Regions from separate parts of the Mus musculus genome. Here all the other regions are linked to region 5. A link is a contact called in public HiChIP or PLAC-seq, capture Hi-C and promoter capture Hi-C data. All regions are on one chromosome and are shown on one strand. The core of a region is the stretch at or near the end of the contact, and the rest is flanking DNA. Distances in the headings are between cores, read along the strand shown. Region 1 holds the start of Lyg1 (lysozyme G-like 1). Region 2 holds the start of 4930556I23Rik (a long non-coding RNA gene). Region 3 holds the start of Eif5b (eukaryotic translation initiation factor 5B). Region 4 holds the start of Cracdl (capping protein inhibiting regulator of actin like). Region 5 holds the start of Sema4c (sema domain, immunoglobulin domain (Ig), transmembrane domain (TM) and short cytoplasmic domain, (semaphorin) 4C).

The links. Promoter capture Hi-C pulls out the DNA fragments that hold promoters and counts their contacts. HiChIP or PLAC-seq counts read pairs in DNA pulled down with a chosen protein or histone mark. Capture Hi-C pulls out chosen DNA fragments and counts their contacts.
Region 1: a promoter capture Hi-C map of embryonic stem cells shows a contact between it and region 5, with 2.2 times the contacts expected there. The contact joins the promoter of Lyg1 here to the promoter of Sema4c in region 5. A contact is called at or near these places in 2 of 39 promoter capture datasets (embryonic stem cells and hippocampal neurons).
Region 2: a contact with region 5 is called in an H3K4me3 HiChIP or PLAC-seq map of embryonic forebrain, with 2.7 times the contacts expected there. The contact joins the promoter of 4930556I23Rik here to the promoter of Sema4c in region 5. A contact is called at or near these places in 3 of 39 promoter capture datasets (hippocampal neurons, liver and stem cell-derived epiblast-like cells), 3 of 115 datasets of contacts at active chromatin or transcription factors (embryonic forebrain, pancreatic cancer cells and stem cell-derived neural progenitor cells) and 1 of 9 other capture datasets (embryonic stem cells).
Region 3: an H3K27ac HiChIP or PLAC-seq map of extraembryonic endoderm stem cells shows a contact between it and region 5, with 7 times the contacts expected there. The contact joins the promoter of Eif5b here to the promoter of Sema4c in region 5. A contact is called at or near these places in 2 of 39 promoter capture datasets (liver and pre-B cells), 4 of 115 datasets of contacts at active chromatin or transcription factors (astrocytes, extraembryonic endoderm stem cells, pancreatic cancer cells and 1 more) and 1 of 9 other capture datasets (liver).
Region 4: a capture Hi-C map of embryonic stem cells shows a contact between it and region 5, with 5 times the contacts expected there. The contact joins the promoter of Cracdl here to the promoter of Sema4c in region 5. A contact is called at or near these places in 4 of 39 promoter capture datasets (hippocampal neurons, liver, pre-B cells and 1 more), 1 of 115 datasets of contacts at active chromatin or transcription factors (pancreatic cancer cells) and 1 of 9 other capture datasets (embryonic stem cells).

What each region holds. Positions count from the first base shown.
Region 1 is chr1:37,956,353-37,959,979 of GRCm38.p6, forward strand. Lyg1 (lysozyme G-like 1) reads right to left here and starts at 1,407. Exons shown (of 6, transcript NM_027111.3): 1 at 1,383-1,407.
Region 2 is chr1:37,613,183-37,617,175 of GRCm38.p6, forward strand. It overlaps 4930556I23Rik (a long non-coding RNA gene), which reads left to right and starts at 1,325. Exons shown (of 2, transcript XR_373329.1): 1 at 1,325-1,385; 2 at 1,717-2,191. It overlaps Cracdl (capping protein inhibiting regulator of actin like), which reads right to left. Exons shown (of 10, transcript NM_028096.1): 8 at 1,299-1,486; 9 at 155-299.
Region 3 is chr1:37,996,094-38,000,000 of GRCm38.p6, forward strand. It overlaps Eif5b (eukaryotic translation initiation factor 5B), which reads left to right and starts at 1,917. Exons shown (of 24, transcript NM_198303.2): 1 at 1,917-2,231. The coding sequence starts at 2,197. It overlaps Txndc9 (thioredoxin domain containing 9), which reads right to left and starts at 1,115. Exons shown (of 5, transcript NM_172054.4): 1 at 1,016-1,115.
Region 4 is chr1:37,717,853-37,721,613 of GRCm38.p6, forward strand. Cracdl (capping protein inhibiting regulator of actin like) reads right to left here and starts at 1,959. Exons shown (of 10, transcript NM_028096.1): 1 at 1,718-1,959.
Region 5 is chr1:36,555,780-36,559,791 of GRCm38.p6, forward strand. Sema4c (sema domain, immunoglobulin domain (Ig), transmembrane domain (TM) and short cytoplasmic domain, (semaphorin) 4C) reads right to left here and starts at 2,602. Exons shown (of 15, transcript NM_001126047.3): 1 at 2,237-2,602; 2 at 153-298. The coding sequence starts at 261.

The DNA.
Region 1 (3,627 bases), core at 157-2,656, 1.4 Mb after region 5:
TCTCAGACTGCATTTTCCCATGGCCTGTGATCTCATGCACTTGTTGAGTTTGGGTTATGAGGAAACCCAAACTAGGGAAAACATAGAAGGTTTGAGAAAGACTTTTTCCTCATTGTTGGCAAATTCATAATCGCTCCCTTTGCCATGGAGACTGTCTGAAGGGGGCTTCTTCTGTCTGTGTACCTCTGTTCTTGCTCTTCCTCATTTTTTCTGAGTTAAGAAATCTGGGAAGACCATCATCCCTGTGTGAGCCCAGGAATATTTCCTTCTGAACAAATATCTAATAAAAAAGATCCTGGCTTCCTCCATCATAGAATCTTAAAATACATCTGACTTTTAATGCTAATAGCCAAAACTTAAACTGTTAGACCCCCTAGTGTTAGCTCTTTCACAGCTTCCAAGAAAAGAAAGGCTCTTCTATAGACATGCACACACACCCCACCCCCAAGACACCACACGAGCTTGTCTGGGTCAATGTTTTATCCTCAAGATTGAAAGTGGGAAAGGACAGGGGCTTGCCATCTGGCAAAGTACCAACACTTCAGTCCTTCAGCCTTGAAAGAACAAGAAAGACCTTCTCTTTGATCTATTGCCAACAGAAAGAGGACAGGAGGCACATGGTTCTGCAAGCTTGCCCTCAGCAGCCTGCAGCCCGAGGAAATCCTGTAATCTTTCAGGGACCCCAACCCAGGCAAACCCAGGATTCATGGCTTTGGCATAGAGAAGCATTTTAGGACCAGACTGTATGAAGCAGAGTTGCTGATTTTTAAGGGCAATATTTTAAGCATAAGGAAAGAGGCACTCGGGAAGAAAATAAGACATTTCATATTCACTTCCCCTCAGGAAGTGAGTGAAGCAGTTGTTGACTGTGCTGGCAAGAGACCTCAGCCAGACTCTGAAGCAAGGGACTTCAGTCCCTCCCTATTCATGGCCCATAGTTTTCCCCATCTTTCTTCATGGCCCCAGTATTGCTGTTAGTGTTAAATGAGCACATATTTCTGTCCTGCTGTTTGAGGTCTTGCACATGTGCACATATTCAAAAGAAGCCCTACATGTGCACATATTCAAAAGAAGCCCTACATGTGCACTGAGAGAAATAATAAGTTTGTATAATGATTGTAAATGAATAGAAAGAATTATTCTATCATCTTAACTTTTCTAAAACGTGATCTTTTCTTGCAAGATCCTTAAGTTTCATTTGGTTCAATCTTATTTACTCAGAAGCAGAGACACAATCATTGTCAATTGATTAACATATCCTGGAAGTTTCCATCTAAATAGATAAATAAACCCAGGGTTGGCTAATCACCATTCAATTAGCATATCCTAAAATTTTCGTTCCGAGTAAGCTCAGTACAAGTCCAGGGTTGGTTCCCACTCACCTGTCTTCAGTCAGCTCCTCTTCCTAGAGACGGTCAGTGCTCGGAACCTTATATAGGGTCTCATCTTGCTGCTTCTTCTTAAAAGTGCTGACCTCATCTTATTATAAGATTTACAGCTAAATCTCATAAATTATAGTAATAATCATAATTATAAATACTTTGAACTCATATGGGGATTTATTCAAGAATGTCCTGGCATTCTGCACCCATCAACCAATTAGCTCTTTACCACACCTTGGAGGACAAATCATAATTGCAGGTTCTTGATGGAATGCAAAGGTCCGACATCTGTCTTTATTCACACCCATTTATTGTCATGTAAGGAATCAAGAAAGGGAGGGATGGAGAAAGAGAGAGGAGGGATATTGAGGCAGGAAAAGACAGAGAAGAAGGAGAAAAGGCTGAAAGAAGAAAGAAAGGATGAGAGGGAGAGAGGGGAGAAAGGGAGGGAGGAAGGGGAGAAAGGGAGAGGAAGGGAGAAGAAGGGAGAAGAAGGGAGGGAGGGAGAGAGGAAGGGAGAGGGAGGGGAGGAAGAAGGGAAGAAGGAGGGAGGGAATCTGGATTTTCATAAACTCCTAGTCCATACTTGGGACTAGTAGAGCTTCCTGTTAAGGAGTTTACAGTTCAGCATCCCCAGCTCAGAATCTGTTGTTCTATCCACGACTGAGATAGTTTGAGTCTAAGCTCCAATACCAGGAAGCGAGGTGAGCCCCAGGAGGTGGAGAGGCAGAAGCGCATGAGAGGAACCATAGGCAGATAAGACACACTTCATCCACCAGCATCCAGGCTGTTGGGCAGGCAGACAGCAGCAAGCACCCTGGCACATACAGCCATGTAGTCCAGCACACTGGCCATACATGGTAGACACAGGCTTACAGACAGACACAAACAGGCAGACTGGTGAAGGTGAGGGAGAAGGTCTCTGACCTCAAGGCCATTTTTATACAGATTTACCCAAAAGTGGCGTTCTCCCAGGAATAGTTACATAAGAGATTGTGTTACTGCTTACTTCGAGGTTCCCTGGACATCCAGTGTCTGCTTTTTTTTTTTTTTCTGGCTCACAGCCCCCAAGTCCAGTGTTAGCCATCTTGGCCATGCCAGATATCCACATCAGCACCATGTTCTCTATATTCTTGTTGGTTGTTTTGCTTTTCAAAACAGGGTTTTTCTGTATAACAGCCCTAGCTGGCCTGGAATTTGCTTTGTAGACCAGGCTGGCCTCGAACTTAGAGATCTGCATGTCTCTGCTTCCCGAGTACTGGGATTAAAGGTGAGTGCCACCATGCCTGGGTATACTCTACCCTCTTTAGACAACAATTGCTTTATGAGAGCAGGCTCATAAAGGTGTTGTCTGGGCCCATAACCCACATAGCAGTAGAGAGAACATCTAGTTTTCCAGGATTTCTTTCTGTCTGTGATAAAGTACCCTGACCCAATGCAACCTGGGAAGGAAGGAGATTGAAGGTGCGTCAGGAACTAGGGCAGAAGCTATAGAGGAACTGGCTTGGTTCCCCAACCATGCTCAGCAACCTTTCTTAGACAGCCTATGAGCCTAGGGATGACACTGCCCACAGTGGGGTAGGCTCTGGGACATCCTCATAGACTCCAGGCTATGTCAGATGAACAGATGAAGCCGTTGGGGGCAGATGGCAGGGCCACAGGCTAGGACACTGAAGGATATAGACTTGAACATTTGGCTTTTCTGAATTCTTACATCCGAGAAGTGAGTATGAGATTGCATGGTTCCTCCTCATCATTGGAGCCAAAAAAGGCGGGGTATCGGGCACATCATTGAAAACCAGATCCCGGAGAGGATCCAGGGCCTTCTCTCTATTTTGTTCAGAAGCAGTAACTAGGACACACAAGCAATTAAAATTTTTATTACAGTGTGGGGAAATTTAGGAATTCTCTGGCCCCAGCTACAAAGACAGCACACCATCAACACCAAGGGCATGCTGGCGTCCTAGAAATGTGTCTCTGGTCAGTAGCCAGCTTGTTGCCTGGCAACAGCTCCACAGAAATGATGCCCGTCCCTATCCCCAGGTTTGCTCTGTTCTTAGCCAGTTCTTTTGTGTATAGCCTTCCTTTCAAAGATCTAATTTACACTAAAAAACATCTGTCCCTAGACAAAGGGAGGAACCCAGATGCCCAGTGTGTGGAGGTCGATATGGCAAAGAAAATGTAGCTGGGCTTAGTGACCCGTACTGTAGTTCCAGCTACTGGGAAGGGGGAGGCAGGAGTATAG
Region 2 (3,993 bases), core at 75-2,574, 1.1 Mb after region 5:
AACACTGCTCAACATGGCAAAATGATTCAATAACACAAACTCCAATCATAGGAAGAAATATATATATGTGTGTGTGTATGTGTAAATATATATATCTGTGTGCGCGTGCATGAGTGTGTGCCAAAGTATTTGGAAATAAAAGCCAGTCTCATACCCAAGTTCTGATGGGACAGTGAGATTCCTCTCTGTAGCCCTTCCTTGAGGTTCAGTTTTGACCCCTGCCTCTGGGTCACAGCAGGCTTTGCAGGGGTCATCAGGAAAGATTTGCTCCGGACGAAGTCACCCTGCTTCACAGACTCCTACGGAGACACAAAATGACAGGTGCTGCCCAAGGATAACAGACTCAGAGTGGGTAAATACTCCAAGTGTCTTAGCTACAAAATGTCTCTTCCAAGATGCACCCTGCTGCTGGCACTTTCTGGAAAGGGGCTCTGTGCACCGGCATCACCCACCAAAATGCCAGAGCTGACTTGTGCCAGCCTCCTGCAGCCCACGTGTGCATGGTGGCTCCTTGCTTGCCTGGACAGCCCAGTCTCAGCCCCAGATGGTATAGAGCGAGGACTCTATGTGAAAGCCGTAGGGAATGGTTTTATGATACACACTATATGGCAGCAGCTGAAATGGGCTAACATTTCGCACTGTAATTTCCCCTCCTCAATGCTACATACAGGTCTTCAGCTGTGTAGACACAACTGAGGATTGCATTAGCAGGAAGGGAAGCAGGTCCTATTGCAGCGCAGGCTCCCTTTCCTAGACAGCAGAACCCCATTTATTGTACTGGTTAGCAGAGGGTGCATCAGCACAGTTGTTGGGGTTGGTGAGAGCTGTTTTCAGTTGAATACAACATGCAACTCCAGGTTTTGGCTGTGCAGCCCCAGGTGAGGGAAAAGGGAAGCCAGCAGGCAGCAGCCAGAGCAGGCTTCATTTATCATCACACAAGGGGCTGAGGTGGAGCTGGTGACCATATTAGCGTGTGTCTGAAGGGAGCCGTTGTTTTAACTGTCTTCAATTTTTTTCCAGAGGCTGAGCTGCGTTGCCTAGGAGGCCAGAGCAGCCTCGGGCGCCACTGCATTTCTACCAGCCCACACAGGCAAAGAGGCAGCTAGCTCCATCACGGGGTCCACAAGCTGACGTACTGCCTTTGCGCATGTCAGCCATCACGGTAGGCACGGCATCTCTGTGATGTTCATGCAGGACCTCTGTGAGCACAGCGGTACCTGCTCCCACCACACCCTCACAAGATCGCTGCCCTCCTCACCCCACCCCCACCCCGAACGCCACAGAAAAAGAGTGGTAACCTGGGCTCTCTCGGCCACCTTGGCTTGCTTCCCAGTTTCTGTCTTTAGGATCCTCGACCCAGGTTTCTCTTCCTGGTTGACGGGCAGGTCTGGGGCTCCTCTTCTCTTCTGCCGGGCCATGGTGATCCAGGGTGGGGTGGGTTGCCCATCAGCCCCAGGACCTGTAGCCGCAGGAGGCTGACCCTTTTCTGTGATAAAGGCCAAGAAGGAGCAATGTTAGGCAGATAGTCCCACTCTCCCCTTCAGTCCCACCCACAGCTTCTCTCCCATACAAGGTGTGTTATATTGCTTTGCTTGGTTCAGGGGGCTGAGGAGTGGTAGGATTGAGGAGTAGAGTCTCAGAGAGACCCCCACTTCCCATTCCCCCCTGAGCCAAAGCCTCTCTTCAGCAAACTTCATTTTTTTTTTTCTTCTATAGATGTCTCAAATAGATTACCTCCTCTGGTCTGAGCCGCCAAAACCACAAGATGCAGCTGCCACCCCAACCTGTGCACTTTGGAGCTAATTTCTACCAGGGCCTTCTCTCTGGGAGGAGCTGGAATGTATGCACAGATAGGATGCCTTTGATAAGAGTCTACATTTGGGACCAGCCACCCGCCCCCACTCCGGATTTACTTGACGCGCTAAAAACATTCCCTTTGTGGGACGTGATGCCATTTCTACAACCATCTGTCTTCACCTGACACAGGAAGTTGGGGCCTGCATGGTTAACACCGGCTGTTTTTCTTCTCCTGCTCTACATTCTTTTAAAGGGCCCTCTTTGCCCTCTCCTGCCATTTCTTCACTTAGTGACCAGGAGCTCCCGCAGAACTCTTCCTGTGTCTCACCCTCACTCCCATCCCTATCCCAGAGGCAGCTACTCTCTTCGAAACAGACGGAACATTTTCTCAGGGTTTGAACTTTATTTTCTTGGCTAACAACATATTCCTCGAACAGTTCTGATAAGATTAAATTCACAACCCGAGGAACTTGCCATTCCAGTTTGAAATCAGAGCAGAGAAGTAGCTTGTTGAAGGCCAGGCCAGCCTCTCTCACCTCCTCAAAGCTCAGTGCTGGGTACTGAGCACTCTGTCACCTCTTAGCCCAAAGGCACAAGACATAGTTCTGGTAAATTCTTTATAACCTGCACTTGGATAATTTCATCTGAGCCAAAAGATACATTTTTAAAATGAGCATAAAGAGGGCTGGGGGGCCCAGGGAGGAGGGCTGGGGGGCCCAGGGAGGAGGGCTGGGGGGCCCAGGGAGGAGTGCCGGCTGCTCTGCCTGAGCACCTGAGGTTGAGTCCCAGCATCCACATGTGGCTCACAACCATCTGTAACTCTGGTTCCTCGGGTCACGCTGCCTTCTTTGGCATCGGTAGGTAGACACACGGTGCACAAACACTTGTACACGTAGAGTTAAAAACATTCAAACGAGCAGAAAAGTTATATGAGACTGCCTCTAAGGTGGTTTGGCAAGAAGGGACCCCCAGGGGAGGGTGGGGCTCTGGGGACTGCTCAAGTGGCAATGTTTCCAACTGCACTGATGTATGCCCATGTACCTACGTTCACATGCTGACCCTGGGAGTGGGTGAACCCTGCAACTGCACTAGGCTGTGCCAGGAGGTGACCTACAGGCAACTTCATGGAGCACTGGCCTGAGCAAGTGACCAAGACCTCTTAGCAGCCATTTCTTTCCTGTTTGGTTCCTGTATTTCCCCACACTTGGACACATCTCACAATATCAAGCCTCAGAGATGTTGCACCTCTGTCCCAAGTAAAGTATGGGCAGAGTCGGGTGACAGTCATTCTGCTCTGTGACACAGGCCTGAGTGGTTTCTGTGACTTGCACCCTTATCCTCTGCCACACTGGAACCCACGGCTCTGCGTCTGTGCTCCATCTGGGCTAGGGAGGGCTAGGGCTAGAGAGAGGAATGAAGACGGGCAGTGGGCAGTCTATGGCGGCCTTGAGGGGGCGGGCAAACAGGTTGTCAGTGACCCCTTAAAGCATTAACTCTCAGGGCCAAGGTTGAAACATAAAATCTCTTCTGCGATTAGATCTGCTCAAAAGGTCAGCTCTAGGGCACGGCAGATGTGGCAAATAAAGCCACTCCTTTGTTTATATTCCGGCCTCAATAGACAGACCTGAGTCTCCTGGGGATCTGGTTTAAAGATTTCTGACATCTCAGCCCCTCCTCCGGAATAATAAGGGCTTTAGGTTGTCAAGTGTACCCAGGTCTGCAGCCAACACCTGCAGAGCTCGACAAGTCTCTCACTGAACAGCAGACACCACGTGTTGGAATGTATGAGATCCCTTTGCTGAGAGTTTGAGAAAAAGCTGGCTCCCCACACCTGCCTGGGAAGGGAGCAATCTAATCTGCCTTAGAACAAACCCAGACTAACACTTCCAGATGGCAAGGGCCTCAGGTGTGGGGAGCTGGAGAGCCACACAGCTGGGCCCTAACAACCCCATTGCACAGGCAAGTGACTTCTGATCAGAAGAAACTATCACTTTGTTAGTTACTGAGAGGAGTCCATCAAAGGAACAAAACCCCTCCCTCCTCAGTAGCGTAGTCTCTTCCCTCAAGCTCTATTTGGGAAAATACTGTAAAGCACTGATCTTCAACACAGCCTGTCCTGGGGCTGGGTTTCAGGCCTCAGGCTAGCCGTGTGCTCCTGGGCAGACCCCGTGTAAATGCAGGTGTAAAAATCCCAGA
Region 3 (3,907 bases), core at 667-3,166, 1.4 Mb after region 5:
CTAGCTTGCTTTTCGGCATACTTCCTCAAAAATATCCTGACATAAACGTTACAAGTCCAGGTGACAGCCCATCGCTTCTACGACTAAAGGCAGGCTCTTGAAGCAGAGAGAAGTAATTACACACACGTCTACTTGTGTCCAACATCTGCTGGAGAACAACATTAATCTGGGAGTAGATTAATTAATGCAACCAAGACAATCCCTACTCTCTGAGCCATGCCCACTGGCCAACCTAATCTACCCAATTTCTCAATGAGTCTTTCTTCCTAGGTGACCGTAGATTATTCTATCAAGTTGACAGCTAAAACTAATCAGCTCACACACAAAATAAGCCTGGGCATGGTGGCTCATGATTACAACCTCAGCTCTCAAGGGCAGAAGCATAAGGGTCACACCTCATATTTGGAGCGATAGGCCTGGGCTACATAAGGTCATTTAAAAACTCCAACTGTCAGCTTCTCATAAATACTATACAACTGAAAAGAAGCTGTACTCCCAGGATCCCTAACTCGGGGAAGAGAGAGAAGGATCCGAGACCAGCCACTCAGAATCTGCATCACAGTATTCGTTTATCACCGAGAATTTCACAGGAGACCTTTACGTTTAAATGCGGAGCTTCACGCGACTAAAAGTGCTGCCCTGAATTAGGCGGAGGTGGTCACTGCCTTTATATTGGGGGTAAGGACATAACTTTCTATTTATTGAACCAAATCGAGTATTATTCTTACCGACGAACTGGGGGCCCTGACACCTATGTACTCCCCTACAAACTCCTAACCGAAACCCTAACCCCATGTACCTGTCAGCAGACTCTTCGCCACTCCCTGAGCTCAAGAGACTGGTGGAGTAGTTCCGGGGGGACCCGATTTCGCACTAACTGGGGCGCATGCGCCGTAGCCTCCGCAGCCGCCCAGACGAGGCCCTCCCAGCCGCTCCCTCGATCCCAGCCGAGGATGTGTCCTTCATCAACACTGGGACGCTGTGGCACTATCGGCCACATCACCCTCAGCCGTACCTGGACTATTGATGAGGCCTACGGAGAGAGGAAGCCGCAGATCAAGAATACCCACCGGGTTCACACAGGTTTCAACCTCGCAGCAATTGTTAAGGGCAGAGAAGGGGCTGTTAACTCCGCCACTTCATTGGCTACAGTCCTCTCGCGATACAATGTGAGACACTCGCGGAAAGGGCGGTGGCGAGTGACGAAAGCCTCGGAGAAGCCCTATCCTCCGCCACCCGGAACTACTGGCTTCCGAGCCTACGCTTCACGTGGGCTAATGGCCGGAGGGATGGGCGCTAGGCACGTTGGGAATTGTAGTTCTTTGTGCACTGACTGCGGGTCCCGGCTCTACCGGGAAACGAGCCGGGTCTTGAGCCTGAGTGACAGAGGGGCTTCATTTCTCGTTGTGTTTAATAGTTTCGAAAGTGTAGCTTACAGTACATTATAATTTATACACAGCTCACACTAGTAACATCGCCCCGAAACATGGAGAAAATTTTCACCATGCCAGGATCTTCCCTCCTGACTTTCTTAGGCACATGAATTTTTAGAACTTGCTCATACGAAGATTCATATTAGGGGACCCGTTGCTGTGTCCTTATGTCTTTTTCCCCTTAATAAATGTACACAGTTGACAATTCATGAGTGTTTCTGAGAGGGATCCCATTTTTTGTCCTGCCACCCCCAGAACGCTCATCATTGACTCTTTGTGGTCCTGTAATGGACTTCCCGCAGCTGAGGCCGCGTAGGCAGGGGAGAATTTTCAGTCCCACTTCTGCGTCGAAAGCCAGCCCCGGGAAGGGTGCCGACGTGAGAAATGAACGGCCTCATTGTCGTCCTCTAGGTTCTAGAACCCGGGATCCGCCGGACGTCGGTGCGCGGCGCTCACTTGCGGCGAGGGGGCGCCTGGGTTCCCACCTGGCCGGCGGCTCTACTGGAGACGCTCTAGCCGAAGCGCCGCTCTCGATGAGCCGCGCCCTGCGTCCCCACGCCGAGGCGGCGGGGCGATGCGCTTGCGTACTGAGGGCTCACACCATATGTGCCCTGTCCCAGTGCGCGGGTCTGTGGAGAGCCGGGTGCGAGAGGCGGCGGCGCGAGGGGGACCGAGCCGAGCGGGCATTGGAGTCAGCCGGGAGACAGTGGGTCTGTGAGACACCGAACCGAGGGGCCGGGGCCGCGAGCGCCGTTGACAAGCGATGGGGAAGAAACAGAAAAACAAGAGCGAAGACAGGTAGGCGGCGGGGCTCGGGCCGGGGGTCCTCCGGGAGTCGCGCGGGGCCCTGGATGGGCGAGCCTCGACGGGGCGCGTCCCGCGGCCGGGGCTCGGGCTGGGGTCCGAGGCGTGGGGCTGAGGGGCTCGGAGGTCGTTTGGGGGTCCGGGCGGTGTGGGGCCGGGCTCGGGCGCTGCTAAGCCAGGCCTACGGCCCAGGTGAGTGCGAGCCGGGCCCGGAGAGCCCGGGTGGGGCGGGCCGGGAACGGCTCCCTCGCCTCCCCTGGCCCTGGGAACGCCTCCCAGAGCGGCTCAGGAACTTCGGAGGTGCTCGGGGTTGCGGAGAGGTAGCCCAGCGGCTCCCTCCTCCCGTGTGCCAAGTTGGAAACACTTCTGGGGTTATTTAAAGTCCCGGTTGCCCAGTCCTGCTTTCTGGCTTTCCATTTTCCGGCCTCTTTTTTTTTTTTTTTTTGCGTATGTCTTGGCTTCCTACCGCTTCCCTTAAGAAAGGAGGAGGGGAAGAAACCAGTCAAGGGTCGCTGCTTTCTAACCTTAAAAGAAAAAGCCTTTTCAGGGGAAGGAGTGTGTGTTTATGAGCTACTTAGGCGGAGATTTGGGGAGCATGCCTGTGCCACGTTCGATTAAGTTCTTTTACCCTTTTCAGTTGAGTTGACTTCCTGGGCGTCTGCAACCATCTGTTCCATTTCATCTTTAAGTAATGGCCATTCAACTTAATTTAAAACACTACAGGTAACCGAAAACAAAACCAAGCCTTGTGGCACTTCATCGCTGTGGCTCACACAGACATGGTTTTGAAGTTAAAGCTGTTGAAGTGTATGTCGGAACACTTAAGTGTGTGGACCTCGCAGTTGGCTATCTGGCAAGAAGAATTTAAAGACTAGGCTTGTATTTTGGTTTTAGGTCTGTTGGAGAATGTAAACTGGTCTGCGGAATAGATTCTGGGTTTCTTGTGGCAGAGTTAGTGTTTATGAGGAACAGGGTTTATTACAGATTTAGATGTGAGCATTAAGAGGGACAACAGAGGAGGGTTCTGTAGAGCAGGGAAGCTGAGAACTTCCTCTAGAATGGGGGTAGGGCTTCTCAAAGAGTGGCCTGAAAGTTACTGTTAGTCAAATCAGGAGAATAAAAAGAGGTAAGCAGATATTCCTGAACCTTTGGTAGGACATTGGCATACGTGAGTAACATTTTATTTATTTATATTTTTCTGAGAAGAATTTTGAGTTCTATCAGTCATCTATCTATGTATGTACTCTGCATTGTCTGTTTCTGTGTTAAATCATCACCCTACCCTGCCTTTGCCGGTCTGCAAACATCATCACTTGGCCAGTTCTAAAATACCCACTTGTTGGACAGTCTAAACCAAATCTGAGGCCTTTCATGTGTACAAACGTCAGGTGTATCTGGAAGATAAAGGTTGTGCTGGGGCCCTGTAGAAATGTAACAAGACAACCACAGTTGGATTGGACTAAGGAATAGGAACTGTTTTCTTACCTCTAAAGCTAGTTTCTGTTTTCCCTGATAGCGTTTTTTAGAGTTGTTAAAACTGGGTCTCACACAGCTTAGCCTGGCTGCTTCTCTGTGTGGCCAGAGGGGCTTCCTTGAACCTCCTGACTCTCCTTCACCTTGTAAGGAATTACAGGAGTAGATTACTAGGAGGCTTCCTTGAGTTTTTAAAG
Region 4 (3,761 bases), core at 709-3,208, 1.2 Mb after region 5:
GGGGCACTATCTCATAAAACCACCATCACCTCAGAGCCTCCAGGATAGAAATCTGGAAGTGGGCACACACGCAGTATGCTATCACTTCTCTGCTTCTCCATAAGGGCAAGCTGAGACTCGAGGCACGATTAGATAAGGCCCAAAGAACCACGCTGAGCATTGATGCTCCTGGCTCAACTATCCTAGCAGCCAACCCACTACACGCCAAACCCATTTGCCAGCTCCTGCAGCATGGCCCTGAAGCAGCTATGGATGGATACTACCCTTATTGGATACTACACTGATTCTATAAATGGAAAAGGGCTGCTGGAGAGACAGAAACAAATCTAGAACCTTAGAGAGAAAGACAAATGCCTCTCTGGTTAAAAAAAAGAAGAAGAAAAATCAGTCATGTTACTAGAAATGTTAAATGCAACATTTTGAAGCATTTAAAACAAATATGAAAACCCATGATTTACAAAATACCTCAATTTTAAGTAAAGGACAGAACCAGTCTTTCTGATCTCTCGGCCTTGTCTCATGCTCCGATTTGGACCGGCACAACCCTAGAATTCAGAGTGGAACGCAGCGCAGCTCAACGCGGGGGTGGGGTGGGGGGCAGACATCTTCAGCCACCCGCACTGAACTTCGTCTCCATCATTTTATAATCTCAAAGAGCTAGCTCTCAGGTGATCCCTGATCCTCATTCATCTCAGGTGCACGTCTGGCATGACCCAGCTCCCAATGAGTATCAGGGCTGAGATTCTATTTCGTGGTTGCTATGTATTTAGGTAAATGGAAGGAAGTCCCAGCCTCCACCAAAGGAGGGGCTTACTTTAAAATAGTTCTGGAAGGTGCGAGGGCTCCCAAGAGAGCGACAAACAACACAGGTGCCTGTCTTCCCACTTGGATTTTCTGGTTCATTTCTGACACAATGCCAACTGGCCACCTGCAGGCCACAAGTCCAGTCACACCTCGGCCTTCCTTTCCCCTTGCATTTCAAAAACAAAAACAAACAAACAAAACAAACAAAAACAAAACAAAACAAACGCTTGCTCATTTGAGTAACTACCCCGCCTCTCAGCAGTTGTACACCTACCTACCTCATACTGAAAACGAAGTCCTGCCGGTTAGTAAATGACTGCTCAGCAAATATTTGTTGATTCAAATTCTGATTATGTCTAAGATTAAACTCAGACTCCCCTCTGGTGGCTTGTAACCTAAGCCCCAAGCCTGTTAAATAAACCATGACCCGAAGCATAAGGAAGACAGCCTGTGTGTCCACCGTCTCCCTCTCCGTGGCCCTGGGAGACAGACGCGATTATGCTCTGGTACTAAGAACTGAAACGCGGGCAGCAAGCCCTGTCCCCCCCCCCCCCCCCCCCGTTTTCTTAGTGTTAAAACTGGTTAAACTGCTCAGCTCTGCCTCACATTTCAAAGTTAAGTCCAGCAAAGCGCTCAGAGGAAAACTTTGGGCACTTGCGCGTCTGGCTTCTCTCGGCCCCACCGACCATAGTGTCGTGGACGTGGCCCCCACAGGGGTGGCGTGGGTACCCTTCACGTCCAAAGGGCCCTGGGCTACCTGAGCTCTTCTCGCCACTACCTCCCCAGCTCCACGACAGGACGCGACTTCGGGAACGCGTCAGACTCTCACCCCCAACCCAGCTCCCTCCAACCTCCCTGGGTCTGCGCCCCACGCATGCTGCGTGGCCACGCCATTTCAGACTGTCCCAGGTACCTGGCACTGGAGCGTGGCCGTGTTTGGCGAGCGTGCCGGGAAGGGCTCAGTCCGCGGGGACAAGCGGGGGCTGCTCTGCCGGGGTGCACCCTGACCCCCGGCCGCAGCGTCGAGGGCCGGCGGCGCCGCGCAGCAGGTGGCGGTAGGGCGCGGGTAGCGCGGGGTCTGCGGCCGGGGGATGGACGCGGACGCGGGCGCGACCCTCGGGCGGCCGCGCTGGCCCTGCGCTGGGCGCGCGCTCCCGGCTCCCGACTCGGCTGCGCGCGGCCCGGCGGGGGCGGACGCGGCTGTTCCGCTCTGCTCAGCTCTGCTCCGCGCCGCCCAGGCCCGCGCGCCTCCCCCGCGCCGCTCCCGCCGGGCACGCGGGACCCTGGCCACCCCACGTGGCGGCGCTGCAGAGCTGGGAGCTTGGCTGGCTCCTGCCTGCGCGAGGTCCGAGGGCTGGGGGACCACCGCCAGGACGAGGACGCTCACGATCGCGGCTCCTGCGCGCCACCTCCCTGTCACCCGAGCCTCGGAGAGTGGGCGCCCGGGTGGCAGGGAGGAACGTGCGCATACGGATAAAAAGTAAAAGTTGTTTCATAACCTTGTGGGTCCGAGCGTCTGAGGGCTAATGAGGGAAGCTGCCGCCCCGTCTCTAGGTGAATCATTGCTGTGGCACTGGCAAGTGTGGGATAAAAAGCTGAAGGAGACGTCTCAGCTTCGGTCCCCACCCCTACATCTAACAGAGGAGCTGGCCCATTTGGGGAAGGAGCGGGCTGCCCCCCCCCCCCCCCCCCCCCCCCCGGCTCCTCAGCTAAGCTACCTACAGAGAGAGCCCTCTTTTGGCCTGCTGACACTGCCATGGTCAAGGGGTGAAGTACAAGGAATGTCAGCTGAGCCCCAGCAGGACGCCCAGGCTGCAGTAGCAGGAGCCCCAGGTAGAAAAGAGAATTCTCCCATCAGACAGTGGCACTGGGGTGGAGTGGTTCCTGAGTTCTGACTTCCGCAGCGATGTTAAGAGTGCCACTGTCAGATCTAGAGGAATCCATACTCCACCGTTGAGCCTTGGGGCTGATATCTTGGGACCAGGGACGCAGAGAAACCCAAGAAGCACACACTTGCACCTCTATCTTGAAAAGCGGACTTTAAAATTAGACCAAAATCCCAAACAAAATAGGAAAGAACCTGGCGAGAGATCTCATTTGGTTGGGTACATGAAAGGAAGTTAGTTGCCTTTTTAACTTTTGGGTGTAATCGATCCCTTTGGTTCAAGCTAGTCACTTAAAAGTCTCCTTTGATGGTTAAATGAAATTAATTCCCTCAAAGAACATAAACAAATCATGAATCAGTCTCCTAATTGACAACCACTCACAGTGAGCAGGTGACTCACAGAGGAGCAAATGAATTGCTTAGGTGTGTGTTTGCCTTGTTTGAAATCCTCAAACTAAACTGAACAACTACAAGCAAGCCTGTGCCTTCACCCACCCACCCTAAGCCTGCTGTTGCTTGCTGTTCAGATCAACACGTATTCTGCACGGCTGTAACCGCTAAATATTTATTGACTCCGTAAATTGCCTTTCTAACCTAAGAATTTTTGTTTCCAGAGTATCAGAAGCCTCTGGCTTTACTTGTGTGTGCTTGTGGGTGGCTTTTGAAGTTCCTGGAGGGTTTCAGAGGACAAAAAAACCCAGAGGATCTTGGTGATTAGCTAAGGCTGAGAACACAGTGTCAACACCCAAAATAGAAAGTGGTTGGGAACTCGATGACTAGGTTGGCAACAGGGAAAACTAAGGAGGAACTGTGAGGAGGAAGAGCTGCCTACAGGAGACTCCCAGGGACTTCCTTCTCGGACAACTCTGGTCCTCAAAGCTGCTGTCCTGGCGGCTCTTCTCCTTATTTCTGTCACCAAGCCTTCAAGCCAGTTGAGAAAATGCTATTGTATTCAAGTAAGGCTTTATGGAACTTCAAGGAAAGTTTCTTTTTTTCTTCTTCTTTCAATTTTTTATTAAATATTTTCTTTATTTACATTTTAATTGTTATCCCAAAAGTTTGCAAGGCCAAG
Region 5 (4,012 bases), core at 1,352-3,851:
GCCACACATATCGGTGTAAAGGTGCATGCTTGGGGGTAATTCCTCAGCAGCAGCTCCTTCCTGCAAGCAAGCATCACTCCCCTCCTCGCCCTTCCCCCAGCAGTCTATCCCAGCCTCCCTCTGGCCCTGCCTCCCATGCTTCAGGCACTCACCCCCAGAAGATACTGTCTTCCGGGGCACAAGGTTCCACCACATCTCAGCCCCGATGCCCAGGCCCCACAGCCCTGCTGCCAGCAGCCAGACAGCCCAGTGTGGGGCCATGGCAGACACCCAGGGTCTAAACTTCAGTCCAGCAGCCCTGCTGAAGGAAAAGAAACTGGTCAGCATCACAGACCGGAAGGGGGCCCGCACCAAGAGACAAGCAACACAGGACGCACACTGGAACAAACCTCCCCCAGAGCCTTTACATCTCCTCCTGATCCTGCAACTGGCCTCTGCCCACAAGAGCCCTGGGGGTCTCCCAGAAGAGCAAGGAGAGGAACTTAGTCAGCAAGCACTAGGCGTGGGCAGTCATCAAAAGCCGCCTGTGGCCTCCAGGCCATCCCTACTCCCTCCCTTCAACAGGGAGTTGTGTGGAAAAAAATAAAAGAGGGACTCCCCCTCATTGGCTCCTTCTGGCCTTAAAGGTTTCAGAGTTTCTTACAATAACCATAAAAAACAGGGCTTGCTACCAGTGGGACCCAGGCCAGCCCCAAGACCTAATTCGGGGAGATATACCCCTTATTCAGCAGCCGCAGGCAGCCGGTTGGGCAAAGAGCTTCAGTGGGGGACTTGGTGAAGCAGGCAGCGTGTAGAGTTCCCGGCCCCAGCCCGTCCCCTCCCCCAGCGCAGACAATAGCCGGGCAGAGCCCAAACCCGGTTCCACATCAGCAGGGCTGGAGTAGGAGTGGGGCCGGGAACCAAATGGGCCCAGCTTCCGAGGCCCCTTTGTTGCCCAAGAGGGAGGCAGGAAGTGGGTGGGATGGGCGTGGAAATGACCAGGACCAGTCCTGTTTCTCCAACAGCCTTCTACAAGACACTGACCCTCCCGCAGAGAGGCGACCGGGCCACGAGTCAGTTCCAGGCTTCTGTCTGGGAATCTCCTCGCCTCCGCGAGAGCGGGATCGTGGAGGGAAGTGAAATGGGTTGGGGAGGCCGAAGCGGGGTTCTCCTGGACAACAGGGGATGCCCACAAATGATCGTCAAGGGCTGCGTCCCCTCCTCCCCGGCTCTGACGAACGTTCTTAACTCCGGGATTGCACCTCGGGGACCATGCACTAGGCAGTAGGCAAACGGAACGGATCTCCACTAATCTAGACGCTAGGGGCTGGGAACAGAGATGCAGAATCTGAGGATTGCACCCCAAAACAAAGGTTCCTAGCCAAGACCCGGTCTCGGTCTCCCTACTGTGGACTCTCCCCTCCCCCAGCTCCGGGGATTTGAATGCAAACAAAGCGGCAGCGCTGGGAGCGTGGCAAAGCCGGGCTTGCGGACGCCCCCTGTCGGCCAAGAACCTCCGCGCGGGAAGGGCGGGGGGCTGGGGCTGCCTTCCCCGGAGCAGTCCCCCCTGACACACCCTCAGTTTCCTCTCTGCCAATTACCCTAGGCTGGGGTCAAAACCCGGTGGTGCGCTCCGAGAATCTGCAGGCGTAGCGGTGACCCAACCCCCAAGCTCTTCCCGAAGCAAGGGACACGGACAGCCAAGGGGATGGAGGGGTGCAGGACCAGGATTTGCACCCCACACTTGCACACCCGGTCGTGGATTGCGGCGCTCCAGAGAGGGACCGGGCGGCGGAGCTTTGGCTAGGGGGCTGGTTCTCAGTGCCAGCCCGCCTCCGGAGCAGAACGGGAGGGCGGGGGGCCGCGCTAGGGAAATCCGATCCCACAACATCGGCCACGGTCCAAGCCCGCCCCTAACTTTCCGTCGAGGTGGGGGGAACCCGAGCAGTTCGCGAGCCTGGCAAAGATTCGGACCGCGCGCTGGACAGCCCAAGGGTCCCCCACTGCCCCTAGCGCTGTCCGTACCCCCAGGCTCCCGCTGCTCCGGCCAGTGGAGCTGCAGGCACTGCTTGCCTTGATGCCGATCGCCACTGGGCAGCCCGCGGCGGACTCAAGAGGGACCCGGATCGGACAGCTGTCTTTGCTGTCGCCCCGCCCTGCACCCCTAGACGCTGTCCTCTAGCGCGCGCGCTAGCCCCTACCCAAGCAAGGGGACAAAGCAGCGGCCCCGGGGCCCCACCGCTCCGGCCTCACTCACCTCTTTCGTGCAGCTCCAATCCCTGGGCGCTGCCCTCGCGTTTGACTCCGGCCACCGTCCTCCCCTGCCCCCGCGCCGCTCCAGACTGCGCCCGCCCGCCAGCACGCTAAGGCTGTCCCGTGCCACCGCCCCTCGGTCTCAGCACGGCTCTCGGCGCCCCTGAGCTCGGATTCGGCGCTCCACCGCGCCGGGCGCCGGTTCTTTCTCCGCTGCAGCCGCCGCCACCGCCGCTCTCCGCCCCCAACCCCTTGACGTCAGGCAGAGGGTGTCGAGTGGTGGCCGGGGGCGGGACGCGAAGGCCCGCCCAGGAGGGGGCTGCGACCCGCTGCCTTGCTTACCCGGCACTGAGGCTTGGGGACCCTTTACGACTCTTGCAGCTCGTGAGTCAAGGTCTGCGCCACAGCGGCCGGAGGCGGGGAGGGGGCGGGGTGGGGGGCGGGGAGGGACTCCAGGCGTTGCCACCGGGAACTGCACGAACTGCACTCACCTGGTGAAGTGTGCCTTCAAGTCCTGAGGCGGGATGGGCTCTCTGGAAGGGTTGAGGGGCTTCCCCACGCTCCAGTTACGGGAACGAAAACTGGCAAACCATTTTGGGACTTGTACCCGAAGGGGGTGGCGTAGCAAGAGAAGAAACTGAAGGTTCTCTCAGGTGCTAACCACAGTGGTCAGTCTTTTGACTCCAAAGTTGTCCTCCTTTCTGGCCCTAACCCTTGGACTGGAAGGAGCAGCTCACAGGCAGAGGAGACCCCAAGACTGCAGGCAGCTCCTAGTTTCCAGGCTCCAGCAGAGCCTACCCCCGGGAAATGACTCTTGGTGTGGCTTGGAAGGCTGATTAACTAGAGGCACGAGCGCGCCACGGTTCAGATGAAAGAGGCTGGAGGGAGCCACGCAGCGAACCACCACCACCTTCAGAACTGCCAGCCTCCGCCCACAGGCGCTCCTAGAAGTAACTTGTAGCTGTGGCCTCCTGGACGGTGCTGGCTGGCAAATCCTTCCAGCCAGCTGGTCCTCCAGTGGGCAGGTGGACTGAGAAACCTCGGGGAAACTGCCCCAGCGGTACCTGGAGACCACCCCTAACCAGAATCAAAGGACAGGGACGAAGGGAAGGAGGCCTGGAGGTTTCTGTGGTAACTTTGAGCCCCAGGGGGCAGTCCCGGAGGGGAAAAAACACTTCAGACCCCATAAGTAAAATCTGGAGTATAAATCAGTCCGACAGCAGCTTTTGTTCTGGGCTAAAACGTGGCACCTGAGAAGTGAAGAGCAGAAGAGCAATGGGAGTAATCGAGAATGGCAGCCCAGTTTGGTTTCAGTAACAATTGGGTCTTTACTGGGACACAGAAGGGCCCCTTCTCCCTCGCTGGCCAGAGCCACGTTTCCCAGCTCCTTTCCATTAGGAAACAAAGCTGTGACCTCAGAGATAGGAGGCAGGCCAGCTATTGCCAGGGGTGGGCAGGGAGGGTGTCCTATGGAAGCTGGCCAGGGAGGGAGCCATGCACACTCCTCTTGACCAGGCTCCTGTTCATCTACTAAGGGCAAGCCCCACTCCAAGCTCAGGATTCGCTAAAAGCTAAGACTCCTCAGCTCCAGGAGGCTGAAACAGGACTTCCAAGCCAGCTACTGTTTCTCTCACTGAATAAGAGATTAAGCAAGATACAAACAAACAAACAAAAAAAGGGCTCAAATCCACACAAAGAGCAAGGTGACATTTTTAGTGAGATCCTGGCGCTGGACGCAGTCTATATGGTCCATCCCACCTGCTTGGGAAGGGAGAGGTAG